2 separate regions of the Sus scrofa genome follow, and region 2 is linked to region 1. Evidence: chromatin contacts called from public HiChIP or PLAC-seq data. All regions are on one chromosome and are shown on one strand. Each heading gives the region's core, a stretch centred on a gene start, on an enhancer-like site or on the middle of the called end of the contact. The rest is flanking DNA. Distances are from core to core; before and after follow the strand shown. Region 1 holds the start of NARFL (cytosolic Fe-S cluster assembly factor NARFL). Region 2 holds the start of MRPL28 (39S ribosomal protein L28, mitochondrial).

Evidence for each region. HiChIP or PLAC-seq counts read pairs in DNA pulled down with a chosen protein or histone mark.
Region 2: an H3K27ac HiChIP or PLAC-seq map of alveolar macrophages shows a contact between it and region 1. The contact joins the promoter of MRPL28 here to the promoter of NARFL in region 1. A contact is called at or near these places in 1 of 5 promoter capture datasets (fetal liver), 1 of 47 Hi-C or Micro-C datasets (heart right ventricle) and 1 of 2 datasets of contacts at active chromatin or transcription factors (alveolar macrophages).

The regions. Positions count from the first base shown.
Region 1 is chr3:41,037,378-41,044,768 of Sscrofa11.1, reverse strand. It overlaps NARFL (cytosolic Fe-S cluster assembly factor NARFL), which reads right to left and starts at 2,097. Exons shown (of 11, transcript XM_013995763.2): 1 at 1,968-2,097; 2 at 949-1,044. The coding sequence starts at 2,033.
Region 2 is chr3:41,329,066-41,335,996 of Sscrofa11.1, reverse strand. It overlaps MRPL28 (39S ribosomal protein L28, mitochondrial), which reads right to left and starts at 5,585. Exons shown (of 5, transcript XM_005655127.3): 1 at 4,875-5,585; 2 at 4,133-4,285; 3 at 3,750-3,884; 4 at 3,577-3,663; 5 at 2,477-2,894. The coding sequence starts at 5,162. The coding sequence ends at 2,736. It overlaps TMEM8A (transmembrane protein 8A), which reads right to left. Exons shown (of 12, transcript XR_002342470.1): 11 at 5,914-6,931; 12 at 5,567-5,642.

The sequences.
Region 1 (7,391 bases), core at 848-3,347:
AGGCTGGGATTGGCGTTGCTGTGGCTCTGGTGGAGACCAGCAGCTGTAGCTCCAATTACACCCCTAGCCTGGGAAACTCCATATGCCTCGGGTGTGGCCATAAAAAGACAAAAGATTGCCAGGCAGTCCCCAGCCTCTTCGGAGATGCAGCTGATCCCAGCGGGGCCCCTTCATCCCCTCTGCCCACACAGAAGTGGTCTGGCCAGGTACGCTTCAGGACCCAGAAGGTGACCAGGGCGCTGAAGAGACCAGAACTCCCTTCCGGCCCAGCTCACTAGGCCTCACTTGGCCCCAAAGCTACCGTTTTCCAAGTCCAGGCAGCCTGAAGGCCAGGCTGTGATGCTCTGCTGACCAGGAGGCTGTTGTGCTTTCAGCTTCTCTCCCCTTTAAGCCCAGCAGCTCTGGGCTGCCCCTGGCTTGCTGCTGGGTCGCTCTCCTAGACCCGACGCGATGCGCCTGGATCTGGGAACGCGGGATCCCGCTGCCTGGCCCCACTGTGAGCCATCCTGTGTCCCCTCCCCTGCGTGGGGGCAGGGTGTCCCTGGGCCTGTGCGCCTGGCGCCTGCCATCCATAGACATTCTCGAGGGTCCAGATGGCACACAATCGGGGTACATGTCGGCACTGCTGACGTCTGAAAACCTTTAAAGGTGTGAGAGAACAGGTGGTCTGGACCCAGAGACCTCACACAGAGCTCGGAGAGAGAGAACGGGACACGGGGACATCTCTGCCAAAAGAGCTTCCTCTGCAGAACCAATCAAACTCTGTGTTCAGCCTCTGTGGCCCCCTCACCGCCCCAGGCTTCCCTCCCTGCTCTCCCAGACTCCCCAGCTGTCAGTGAATCCGATCAGTGAGAAAGAACTGTCCAGGTATGGGAGGCCCATGGTCCCTGTGCTTGTTGCTGGACAGAGCAGTGAGATGTGTGTCAGGTCAGCCGAGCTGGAACCTACCGCACTGACTTGGAAGTAATTCCCATCATCTTCGATGTAGATCTTGGCCCCGCTGCTTCCCAGCTTCTTATCCACCTTCACGGGCTTGATGCAGTCCTGTACCAGTAAGAGACCCCAAAGACCGGCCTGAGTGCACGGAGGCATGGGAAGAGGGCCGACCCGATGGCCACACCGCTGCCTGGGATGAAGGGTCTGCCCCAATTCCCGTCTTCCTGCTGCAGCCGCCGAATTAGCGCTATGGCTGCTTACCCTACTCCCACTGGTCCAGTCACCCTGCCTGCCGGGGTTCCTCGGCAGGTCACAGTAGATGGAGGAAGTGCGACGGGGGCCTGCATGCTAACCTGTGTGCAGACACCAACCCTGACCCTGACCCTTCCTCAGCAAAAACTCGATGCGTGGCACCGCCCAGAGGGCCACTGGCTGCTGAGAGCCAGCCAAGGGTGGGCAGGAATGCTCTGCTTGGACATCACCTGCCCGCCCAGTTCCCGGAAAAAGGCTCCCTTCTCTCCCCAACTCCTTGAGTTCTGTCTCTCTCATCACCGGGAGAACCTCACTGGCCTCACCTTCCAAAAGAGGGCCAGCCCCAGAGCGCCTTAGCAGGCCTGTCCGAGCTCCCCCCTGCCGCTGGTTGGAACCAGCCGCACCCGCTCCTCCTCCGGGGACTCATCGGCCCTCTGGAGGCCTGGTCCTGCGCGGCTGGTGGCATCGATAAGCGCGGACACCCTATGAGGGCGGCCGGCTATCAAGCGCAGCTGCCTTGTGCCTTTGGCGGCAAGCTCTAGCTTCCTCCCCGAAGGTGACACCGACGACCACCACCGCGGTGACTCCAGTGGGCCACCACCTCCGCCCTTGCAGTGTTCACACGCAAGAAACCGGCCAGAGAAGGTCAGCAGGGTCTTCCGGGCCCTGAGCTGGGTGGCACCGGCTGCTGTGCCCGCCCGGGAAAAGGACGCGATCGCCCCTGGGCTGTGCGGCCCCGCGACCCCGATGCCGAGCTCCCCGCTGCCCGGCCCGCCCACCTGAGACGGCGCGATGAAATCGTCCAGGTCCGTCAGCTGCACGGCCCCGCTGAAGGGCGACGCCATGGCGCCACACTGCCGTCGGGTCACCGCGCGCAGGCGTCGCCAAACGCTGCAAAAACGGCGAGGCGGTTCCGCCACGCTACCGGAAAGCGCCCGCCAGGCGCAAGCGCGAATGGCCTAGTGGCTGGGCGCCCGGTAGGCGCGCGCCCCCTGCTGGGGGGTCTGGGCATCTCACTCCGCGCCGGCGGAGGTGCTGCGCGGAAAAGGGGGGCCTCCGTCGCGGTTCCAGACTCACCTGCCAGGCAGGTGTGCAGCCCGCCCGCCCCCTCCTTCTCCGCCCTAGGATTTTGCAGAGGCAGCAGACTTGCTTTATTTGGTTCCGGACGCAGCCCAAGAACGTAGAAGAGCGCCTGCCACGCAGGAGTGCGCGACTTCGGTAGAGGAAAATGAGAATGACGCGGATGGGCCGTCTTTCTTTCCTTTTTTTTTTTTTTTTGTCTTTTGTTGTTGTTGCTATTTCTTGGGCCGCTCCCGCGGCATATGGAGGTTCCCAGGCTAGGGGTTGAATCGGAGCTGTAGCCACCGGCCTACGCCAGAGCCACAGCAACGCGGGATCCGAGCCGCGTCTGCAACCTAACCACAGCTCACGGCAACGCCAGATCCTTAACCCACTGAGCAAGGGCAGGGACCGAACCCACAACCTCATGGTTCCTAGTCGGATTCGTTAATCACTGCGCCACGACGGGAACTCCCCGTCTTTCTTTCCGATGCTGCAGCTGAGTGCAGAGCCTTGGGGTTCTAGGAGGGAGCTCGCGGTTATTTTGGAGACCAGCTTGAGAAAACTTCATTTCCCTGTGAGTTTTATGACACAGGTTCTGACACAGGACCTCTGCTGGCTAGACTCGGTATGTACTTTTTTTTTTTTTTTTGGTCTTTTTCTAGGGTGGCACCCGCGGCATATGGAGGTTCCCAGGCTAGGGGTCTAATCAGAGCTGTAACTGCTGGCCTATGCCGTGGCCACAGCAGCTTGGGATCTGAGCCGCGTCTGCGACCTACACCACAGGCGGCGGCAACACCAGATCCTTAACCCACCGAGCAAGGCTGGGAATCAAACCTGCAATCTCATGGTTCCTAGTCCGATTTGTTAACCACTGATCCACGATAGGAACTCCAACATTTAATGACCATTTTTTATGGGAGCTTTCCAGAAAACTCCAGTGGTCGATTCTGGCACAGCCCCAGGCCCTACGTGTACCCCGGCGTGACGCTGTCCTGGCAGGCTCAACCCCAGAATATTCGCTGAGCATAATGTCACGTTTGGGGAGGGGGGGGTCCCTCCCGGCCTGTGCTCTTCTTGGGGTTATTGTCCTGAGGTAGGCTTCACCTGGCAACTCCCAACCTGCCTGTGGGTTAACTGGGGTCCAGAGGCCTGAGGCACTGCCTCCTGGAGCACCTCCCAGGACAGGAAACTTCTTCTCGGTAGTGAGAGGAGCTTGCCCCAGGAGCTTCCAGGCCCCCGCATCCCCGACCCTAGCAGTGTCTGATGAAGGTCTGGGACATGATGCCTGAAACCTCAACAGTCTTGCTCGTAAACAGACAAAGTGCAAAATAAACTCAGCTTTGTTGAAACGCCCCGGAGGAAGTTTACAAGAAATGTGTGAGAAGAGTAAGTGCTGTTAGGGTCAGTTAGGCCGGGGTGACGGGTAGGGTTTATAGCAGAGGGACCTCTGGCTGAGGCTGGGGGACAAAGGCTGGTTCTTCTCATGCTGGAGGGAGGTTTGCTGTTTAGATGTGCAGGGCAGTTTCCATCTTTGCCCAGAGTCCGTGGAGCAAAGGTGGGGGCGAGTCGAAGATGGAAACAGGTCGAAGGCCCGTCCGCTGATGTGCTTAAAGGAACATGGCCCCACCCGGGCCACGGACGGCCACGCGGCTGCAGGAGGATGAAGCACTAACCCGCTGCAACCTAGACGGATCTCGACGCTGGGCTCAGGGAGGGAGCCAGACACAGCACCGTTCGTGTCACTCTGCTCTTGTGAAAAGTGGGAAACAGGCAAATCCGTGGGAAAGGAGAGTAGATCAGAGGCAACCGGGGCCTCGGGAAGAGGGTTTCAGTCTGGGGTGATGAAAACATTTTAGAGGAGTTCCCATTGTGGTGCAGCGTAAACGCAGCCGACGAGGAACCATGAGGTTGCAGCTTCAATCTCTGGCCTCGCTCAGTGGGTTGAGGATCCAGCGTTGCCGTGAGCTGTGGGGTAGGTCGCAGATGCAGCGTGAATTCCGCGTGGCTGCGGCATAGACTGTGGCTGCAGCTCCTTTTTGACCCCTAGCCTGGGAACCTCCATATGCCACGGGTGCGGCCGTCAAAAGACCAAAAAAAAGGAACCCACCGTGAATGTAACTCCTGCCACTGAGTCATATGCTTAAACATAGTTACAGTGGCAAACTTGGTTATGTGTATTATAACAAAATAATGCAGCACGTTATCACATTGCAAACTCAATAATGTGATATGTTAAAAACTCTTGAGTTGTGGACTTTCACTGGGCAAATTGTGTGGTGTGTGAATTTACTTGTTTTTGGCTCCACCCACAGCAAGTGGAAGTTGCTGGGCCGCTTCCTGGGAGTGAAGCTGCACGGCATTTCGGCCTGTGCTGCAGCTGGGGCGGCAACGCTGGATCCTCAACCTGCTGCACCACGAGGAAACTTCCGGTATGTGAATTTATGTCTCAGTAAAACTATTGGGGGAAAAAAAAAAAAAAACGAAGGGGACTGGAGCCTGCCACTCAGACTAGCCGCCCCAAGGCGACCCTCAGAGACTCAGGCGGTAAGTACACCCTGGTCTGCCCAGTTGCAGGCTGTCGTTCCACTGCCCTTGTGGGAGTGCCGGGGTAACTGCCAGAGCCAGTTTCTGGTTTAAAACCATCTCAGCAGGGGAAGTTCCCGTTGCGGCTCAGCCAGTATCCATGAGGACTCGGGGTCCACTGGCCTGGCTCAGTGGGTTAAGGATCCGGCTTTGCCGTGAGCTGTGCCGTAGGTTGCCGACGCAGCTTGGATTTGGATCTGGCGTTGCCGTGTCTGTGGCCTAGGCGGGCAGCTGCAGCTCTCATTCAGCTTGGGAACCTCCATGTGCCTCAGATGCGGCCTTAAAAAGACAAAAAGACGTCTGAGCAGGAGGTTTCTGACACACACACACACACACACTCCGCCCCAGCTGAGGGCAGGCCTTCTTCTGCCTGCTGTGGGTGGAGCCAGGAGCGGGGACTTCTCAGCCCCTTGAGGGTCTTTTAATGACTCACAGCCACGTCCCTAGAGACCTGGGCTCTTGTGCCAACCTCACACCTCACCGCCGCCACCTGCTCTCACGTTTTGCAGGTGGTTTCATCATTGTCCTTACCGGCCCATGCGCAGTGCAGAGTCTACACACACAGGGGACCGAGAGGGCCGGGGGAGGCCACGGCGCGGGGCCGAGGCCCGGAGGCCAGGCCGGTCAGCCCATGCAGCTGCCCTGACGCTGGGGCCGGTGGGCCCCCCTTTCTCTGAACTGGAGCAGGCACCCTCCCAGCCTCTGCTCTGGACGTGCCCACAGTGGACCATGCCCATTGCCCTCCGATGGGAGTAGGGGGGCTTTCTCCTGAGGTGTGACAAGCTGCTGGCCCTCCGGCAGCTTGGCCTGAGTGCCACCCTGTCAGGAGTCGGACCCCCTGTTGTCGTGCGGCTGCTGGAGCAGAACCGCGGCCGGAGGCTTAAAGCAGCAGAAGCGATTCTCATGTGGTTCTGGGGGCTGGAAGGCTGCAATTGCGGTGTGAGCACCCCCTCGCCCCCTCCAAGGGCTTCCTGCCTCCTCCAGCCTCTGGGGGCGCCAGGCGTCCCTGGGCTGGGCCAAGTCCCTGCGGGCTCCACGGTCCCGCGGCTCCTGTGTGTCTTCTTCCCTCTCTCATCCCATAAGGATGCAGCCTTGGATTTAGGGCTGCCCTGATCCAGAACGCTCTTCTCGGGAGAGCTGTAGCTTCATGACACCTGCAAAGACTCTTTTTCCAAGTGAGGTGCCTCCCTCTCAAAAAACATCTGAGGCTTCACCACGGAGTCTCCCGCAGGACAAGTCCGATTTTTTGTGAGACTCTCGGGGGTCCCAGGACAGCTGAACAATGGGGTGCGTCTCACCAGGCGGTAGCCCCCCTCCCCCAGGGCCTGGCCGGCCCTCAGGGGAACCAGTGGGATGGAGGGGCCGCCCGAGCCGAGGACCGCCAGTCCAGGGCTGGGCCAGCAGCTGTGTGTCCGAGGCAGACAGCCTGTGTGCGGAGGGAATGAAGTGACCCCGGGTGGGGACGAGTAGCAGGTATTTTGCCGTTTCCAAAATAAATTGAAGGTTTTCTTAAATACGCTCTCAGGACATTTACTGCGTCATCTTTGGGGTGAACTTTGTCGTGGATGAAGGCTCCTCAAGAGATGGGGCAGAAGCGGGGCTGCTCGTGGCTGGATGTAGGAGCAGGTGTGTCCAGGGTGCAGCTCACGCGGTCAGGGTCCCCTTGGTCCACAGGACCCACCTAGTCACCCCCGTCGGCATGGGGTCGGGGGGCCCCTGCTGCTGCCCCAGCTCTGGTCTCTGGTATTAAGTTTGGGGTCCCAGGAGCCGCCGGATGGGAGGAGTGGGGACCCTGCTGGGTCGCAAGCCCCACTGTCATGTGGACCTGGGGACATGAGTCCCAGGGGCCGAGTGGGTCACACCTTCTGAGACCACCCCGTGCCTTTTATAAACTGGGGACCACACTTGGTGGTGTGAGTGGCCGACTAGGGGTCTTCTTCCGAGCTGAGGGTCTTCACCCTCGGGGGCTCTGGGAAGATCAGCCCAGGTGTCTGCTGGTCCTGGGGGCCCTTTGAAAGCGAGGGGCACCCCTGGGCTGAGCGGAGCTGTATCTTTTGGAGGGAATTCCCACGGGCAATGGGCACGTCATTAGCGGCATCACTGACACCAGGCGCCATCCCGCTGGGGCACCACAGCTTGTCAACAGGTGTGAACCCAGCCCCAGCCCTGGGAGGCCCCGCGCACGACGCAATTAGCGGCTAATGAGGGGCCCGTGTGACCTGCTCGGAGCCAGGGCCTGGCCCGAGAGGAGGGGGCTGGGGGAGCACACGCAGCCCTGCGGGGCCCCCAGCTGCTCCTGCCCCGTGGGGTTGCCGGGAGAGCTGAGCACACGAGGACCTCGCCGTGCGCTGGCGATGCTCCAGGCCTCGGGAGGACAGGTGGGCTGCGCACATCCACAGGCAGGGAGGGCTGGCCCGGCTCCGGCCCCAGGAGCTGAGAGGAGGCGCCCCTCCACCGGCTGACCAGGTGCCGGGCACAGCCCCACCCTCGGCCACGGGGCCACTGGGCTTTGGGCCTGGGGAGCACGGCCAGACCCCTGGCCTGCGCTCAGAAGACAA
Region 2 (6,931 bases), core at 4,336-6,835, 290 kb before region 1:
GCCCAGGCGTCGGGAGTCCTGGAACAGGAGTCCACAGAGGTCACGTATGTGAGGGGACAGGTACAGGGTCAGCCAGACTGCACCCCAGGACACAGAAGCCGCTTGGCCACACCCGGGACATCTCAGACTTCCTCACACTGGGCTCAGAGCCTCCCCTGCCATGCTGGACATCAGGTACAGACAGCTGCCGTGCCAGGACAAATCGTACTTGGGGACGCATGCCTGGGTTGGCTGCAGGAGCGAAAGGGGCAGGGCTGGAGCCCCATTTGGGGGCTTGGGCTGAGCTGGGAGGGCACCAGCCTGCCTGGGGCTGATGCTCCTGCGGGTTGGTATGGGCCCCACAGCAGCTCCCTGTGCTCCTAGCACCCTGGAGCCAGGGCACCTAACAGCAGGACTCAGGTGAGGCCCTGACAGTAAGGGGTCAAGCACAGAGCCCCCGGACTGCGCCTCAGTTCTCTCGTCCTAAGCTGTTCCATCCCTTGACAGGGTCAGTCCTTTCACCCGTCCTGGGATTCAGGGATGCTGGAATGAGACAGTGGACACAAAAGCCTGCGGACACCATACGGCTGACCCCACAGTGTTGCTTGGGGCCTCTGCTGCTGGTCCCGAGTGCCCTCCCCCGCCCACAGCCCAGCGTGGCAACCCACACGGAGGCCGAAGGACTGAGCTCCGATCTCATGGAAACACATGAGGGGAAGGGGGCCCAGCTTGTGCAGAGACAGGTGCCCAGCCCTTCTGCAGCTACGGGCCAGCACAGGGCAGTGCCAGCTTCTACAGGTTTGATCTTGATCAGTACACCCTCCAGGGTCCCCAGGGCCTCACAAGGGGGCACTGTAGGCTCTCAGTGCCAGACCAGCAGAGGGGCGGCCAGCAGGGACAGAGATGAAGGCAGCTCAGGGGCACGGCCTGACCAGGGTCTGGAGGGTGGGACAGCCTGAGTCCCCTCCCCACCCCCTGCCTGGACGTACCAGCGGGGATGGTTATTTTATTTGGGCTGGGGAGGGAGTCTGTGGTAACAGCGAGGGCCTCTGAACCCTTCCTGCATCAAGGACCCGCGGGAGGATGGGATGAAGGCGACAATGCACCCTCGGTGCAGGGTTGCTGTTTTGGGGATCTGGAGCCAGAGCCGCACCGGACCCCCGCTTCTGTCCAGCTTCAGGTCATGGGAGGTGAGCAGCCTGCTGAGGGCATGTGAGGCTCCACCCATTACCCAGGCCTGTCTGGGCATAACCCCAGGCTGGGGTTAGCAGGGCCAAGCGGGCCCACCCGTGGTGACAGGGAGGTGGGTGCCACCCTCCACCCCATGCTGCTCGGGCCACAAGCTCTGTGTAGGCCCAGGTCCCTCAGGGCCCCAGGCGAGGGCGTAGAAAAGGGACCTGGTTCAGGTCAGGGCTGAACGTGTGAACCATGCCGTGGAGGCTGGGGAGGCCAGCCTGCCCCGAGCAGCAAAGTGGCTGGAGCAGGGGCCCATGGTTTGGACAAGTGGCTAGGTCCTGCCGGCCCCCAGATCCTGGCCAGGAGTGAGCTGGACACAGTGAGTTTTTGGTAAAACTCTTTTTTTTTTTTTTTTTAATGTTAAGCCCACACCCCCAGCCTATCAAAGTTCCCAGGCCAAGGGCTGAATCCCAGCTGCAGCTGCGGCAACGCCAGACCCTTTAACCCACCACAATGGGCGGGGGATGGAACCCACACCTCTGCAGCAACCTGAGCCACTGTGGCTGGATTCTGAACCCCCTAACAATCCACGGGCTCCCAGGGCCCTTCTGCAGCTGCACCCACCGATCAGTGGCACGCCCCCTCTGGCCTCCCCTCCAGAACCACAGCCCCGTGGGCATCCCTTCCCAAGCACCACTCAGGGCAGCCTGGTGCCCCAGTCACGTGCCTGGCCCAGCTGAGGGGAACCCACTTGCCCTCCCAGAGACCCAAATGGGTCTCAATGCTCAGGACTTGCAGATAAGGGTCAGCAAAGACCCCAAGTCTCAGAGCAAGAGAGGCCTCAGGTGCCTGGCCCAACCTCCCACTGGCAGCCGCATTCCCCCCCCAGTTCAAGTCTGGTCAGCAAAAGAGGGGGCGCCCAGGGGGTAAGCCCCAAAGGCTGTGATGTGGCCTCTCTCTCCTTTAGGACTGTGACAGGGTGGTGTGGACAGGGGTTCCAGACAAGGCCTTCTCTGCAAGACAATGCCGCCAGCAGCACTGCCCCAGGGTCCCTGGCCTCTCAGAGAGATGCTGGCACGGGTAGCATCAGCCACGGCCAGACCCAGCCACGCAGCTGCCTCTGCTCTGTCCGGACAGGAAGGGACGTGCAAGGAGGGCCGAGCACCTCCTGGACGATGGCGAGACGCCTCGGACGCGGGCTTCTCCTGGACGAGAGCAGCCCCAGGAGCTTGCACACCCGGGGACCAGCACCCACCTCAGCTGCGTCCCAGGTCTTTGGGGCACAGGGCGAGCCCCGATCATCCAAGCAAAGGAGCACACGCTCAGCCCAACTCAGACTTTACTCACGCTGCCCCCGAGGGAGGGGACCACAGAGATAGCAAGATGGCCCCAGGCCCCTGGGGATCCTGGAACAAGAGGCCTCTTGGGGAAGGACCACCCCCGCTGGGAGCTGCAGGGCCAGTACGCACACGCGGGTTGGCCCAAGGCCACAGGCAGCCGTCACCAGCACCCTGGGCTCTGTCCGTGTTGCCAGCGGGGGCCGGGGTGCTGAGCTTGGCCGAGGCCCAGGTTACGACCCGCTACTTCCTGCTGGCTCTCGTCTGCACCACAGCCGGCTCAGAGAGGGCCTGCTGCTGAAGCTGCCCGAGCAGCTCCTCCACGAAGATCTTGAACAGAGGAATGGGGTCCTGCGGGGAGACGGGGTCCCAGTGAGACGCTCGGAGGAGGAGGGACTCCAGCTGTGGGATGAAGGCGACAATGCACCCTCGGTGCAGGGTTGCTGTTTTGGGGATCTGGAGCCAGAGCCGCACCGGACCCCCGCCTCTGTCCGGCTTCAGGTCATGGGAGGTGAGCAGCCTGGGAGGGCATGTGAGGCTCCACCCATTACCCAGGCCTGTCTGGGCATAACCCCAGGACACCGAGAGGTCCAGGCCCCTCAGGCTTGGCAGCTGAGTCAGGGAAGGCTACGTGCCACCCCCCGACCCCCAGTCAGAGAGAGAGGGGCCGCCCTCCCTTGGGGGAGCAGGGATCAGGCGCCTACCCCCGGCTTCCCTGCCTTGGGGCCCAGTGGTTGCAGATAAACTGGGCAGGGGGAAGGGGGTAGCAGCTGCTGTGGGCTCCCTGTCCTGGCAGCTCCCACGCACACCAGACTCTTCCAGGGGACAAGCCAGAAAAAGCCTGCACTCGGTACCCGGCAGACCCTGGGGAGTGCCAGGCAGCCATGTAAACCAGTGGGGCCAAGCATCCAGGTCTTGTCTGTCTGTCTGTCCCTGAGGCTGGCAGAGGGGGCAGGAGGGTGCCAGGACCGGACTGGAGGGTGCAGGCGGCACGGAGCCTGCCTGGGGCCCCATTCACGTTCCCTCTCCCCCCCGCCCTCCCCCCGGGGCTGGCACTCGGCAGCTCGTGCTCCCACACACACACCTTCTCCTCCAGGAGCCTCTGCTTCTCCACGGCCTCGTCCAACGTCAGGCCAACCCACTCGGCCTCTGCCTCGGGGATGACGAACGCCTGGGCGGGCAGAGACCAGGGTCGATGAGGCCGGGGCAGCCGGCCAGGGGCCCGTGAGAGGCAGGAGGTACAGGCTTACTCCTTACCTTGTACCTGTCGTAGATGGCCGCCCTCCTGGCGGGGTCGTCCGGGTGCAGCTGGGGGTCCTGTCGGGCAAGCCGCAGCAGCATCCCCCGCTTCAGGTCCATCCCGAACTTGGAGCACAGGTCCTCCTTGGGGGTCTGGCAGGAGGCTCCACATGGGACCCGGTGCTTCAGGCAGGGTCCCGCCCCCCGCCCCCTTCAGCCTCCACGCCAGCTGCTGGCAGCACCCAGGCCAGCCCAGCACCCGGGGGCCAGAACAGAGAAAGGTCTGAGAGCAGAGGAGGTGAAGCGGGGCGGCTGCCGCAGCGACGGACTCCCACTGGGGCTGTGGGGGTCGGGGGGACAGGGTGCCGATGACATCTCAGTGGGGACCCCGCTGTCCTTGCCTTGAGGATGTAGAAGTCGAAGCCGCAGGCCTGGTCGATGAGGTCCAGGGTGCGCATGGTCACGGTCACGGTGAACCGCTTGTCCAGGATCTCACTGTAGAGCTCGCGCTGGAACAGCTGCGGCTTCCACACCTTCCTCACTCTCTTGGAGAGCTGAGGGAGCAAGAGGCTTGGTGACATCGGGCCGGGGAGCTGCACCTGTCAGCCTCCACTCGGGGGCCTGGCTGCCCAGAGGTCCGCTTCTCCCCCGACCCTGCCGAGGTGGCAGGGTCACACACAACCGTAACTGCAGGGTCCACGGGGTTTCACGGTCCAAACCAGAGCCTAAGGGCCCAAAGGCCAAGGAGACATCAAAGACACAAATCCCCACCCCGAGGGCTCGGCAGCTCCTCCAGGTTCCCCATCAGAGGCAGCAAGGCACTGGGGGCATCAGGGGCGGACTGGGGTGATCTGCCCCCCGGGTTAGTCTCTCGACCATTCTAAAGGGGGCAGGGCAGTGCCAGCCTTGCCGGTGTCAGGATAGGTGGGGGTGAGGGTGAAGCCGACAGGTCTCCTTAGGCCTCGCCCCCCACCCCCTCTCAAGACTCAGGCCTCCTCCCCATCCTGAAAGGAGCTGTGTCCGCCGGGCCGTAAGCCCTCCTCCCGAGCAGAGTCCCCTTCCTCTCCAGGTACCTCCAGACCCCAGCCGGAGCCGGGCGGCAAGGCCCGGGAGGTACCGCGCCAGCCCGTCCTGCTCGCTCACCTTGTCGTTGTTGACGTATCTGTGACCCAGCACCCAGCCCTCGCCGCCCCACAGCCCCAGCTGGGACTCCGGGGGGTAGTGAACCGGAATGGGCACGTCCTCCACGCGCTCCCGCTGCCAGTTCTTGGGGTTGATCTTGAACTTGGCCCCGTGAGGCCTGTAGTGCACGGGAGTGGGCGTCCGCGCCTCCTCCAGGGAGCGCAGGTAGTGCCGGGGCAGGCGGGAATAGATGCCCTCCCACAGCCGGAGCTGCTTCCACAGGCCGACAGGGACCTTGTGCAAGGGCATCGCGGCGAGGCTGGCGGGAGGCAGGGACCGCGGTCACGCGCGGCGGCCGGACGTGGGACAACACCCTCACCCCGGCCCCGCGCGCAAAGCCGCGTGACTCCCACTGCAAGCCAGGATCAGCCGCGCCAGCCTCCGGAGCCCAGGGCCTCGCCGGAAACGGAAGTCGTGCCGCGGCACCCTGCTCTCCAACCGCCGCTGATTGGCTGCAAGCCAGTCCGTCTACCCAGCTCGTCCCGCCCCCTCTTTGGTCCTTAGGGACCGTGGAAAACTTCCTGCAGAGATGGTGGCAGCCCCAGGGATCGTCGGCAAGTGTGGGGCCGGCAAGAATGGGCCCGTTTCCAGAGGCTTGGCCACCTTCCCTCCTCCCAGAACGAGCGCAGAAAGCAATGCAAAGACTCTTTTTACCTTGAAACATCAGTGTAGAATATTAAATTCATCAATCACAGTGAAATCAGAGCTACAGAAAAATGTCTTCAATGTCTGAAAAAATCCCCCCCCGAAATACCTTATATAAATATTTCCCCATTACAAGCCTGGAGAATGCTACGGTGGCCAAGTGCTGGGTAACTGCGGGTGTGGGAAGCCTCCCGGGAGGCCATATCCTGGATGGGACTCGGAAGGCAAGATGCCAGGTCCAGAGGTGAGAGGGCTGCGGGCCCCCACCCACCCTGGGCTCAGCACCCTCACACTGACAGTGGCCCCCCGCAGCCTACCTTAGGGAGGGCCTCCTGGGGTGGTCAGCAGCCCTTACCCTGCTTTCACCACGAGAGAGGTTAGGCCAGGTCCCCAGGAGCCCCCTCTGCAGACACGTGTTTGAGCGAGGTCAGGGTGGCCGCCGTCCCCTTCTCTTCTCAAGGAGATGCTCACTAGACAAGGGCCCAGGAACCCAGAGGGCAGTGGGGTAGAGTTGGGACAAGGTGTGCCCTGGGAGCCCAGCACTCCCAGAGCATCTTGGAGCCTCCTCTCCACGAAGGCCTCCCAGTTTTGGAGCCAACGTGAAGGGGTAGGGGTGGCCAGCCAGCCAGAAGCCAGCCTTCCCCATGCCCTCGTGGCAGCTAGCCCTTAGGCCACCCAGTGCCATCAGCTCCCTTGGCACGATCGCCCCTTCCCGTGGCAAATGCATCAGCAGGGGGCATCCTGCTGGGGCACAAGGGGTCAAGGAGCCACGCGGCGGCACAGCTACCAGCCTAAGTGCCAGAGCACAGCCTCACACAGGAACAGGGCGACACAGCCATCTTACTCTACGTTTCCCTCCAACCATCTCCAGGCCAGCAGACCACAGGGGCTTCCCCACTTGGTACCTGTGGTCTCCAGGCAGCCAGGGCCAGGCCTCAGGAGCCACTGCAGACACCCGCTGGGCCCTGCAGAGGGACCGGGTAGCTGGCAGCCAGTAGGCATAAGGGAGCTGGGGGTGTGGCCTTGCCTCCGGAGGAGGAGGAAGTGAGAGCACAGCAGTGCAATTTTATTCGGCTGGAAATCCATCTGGACAGGGTACCTCTCCCCTGGTCCTGCCCCTGGCCGGAGAAATCATCAAAGCCGCAGGTGTCCCCAAGCGGGCCACGTCATGTCACTGTGTACAGCTCTTCCTGGCGGTTCCTGCAGATATCATAGTGGCAGGTGAGCTTCTGGGAGCAGGCCCAGGGCTCGGTGTGTTGGTCCCTTGGTGGCAGCAGGAACGCAGCGCTGCCAGCCAGCAGCATGTGCCAGATGCTGTGGGTGTAGTAATAGTTGTCGCTGGTCATCATGGCGGTGTAGATGGCAATGGCCAC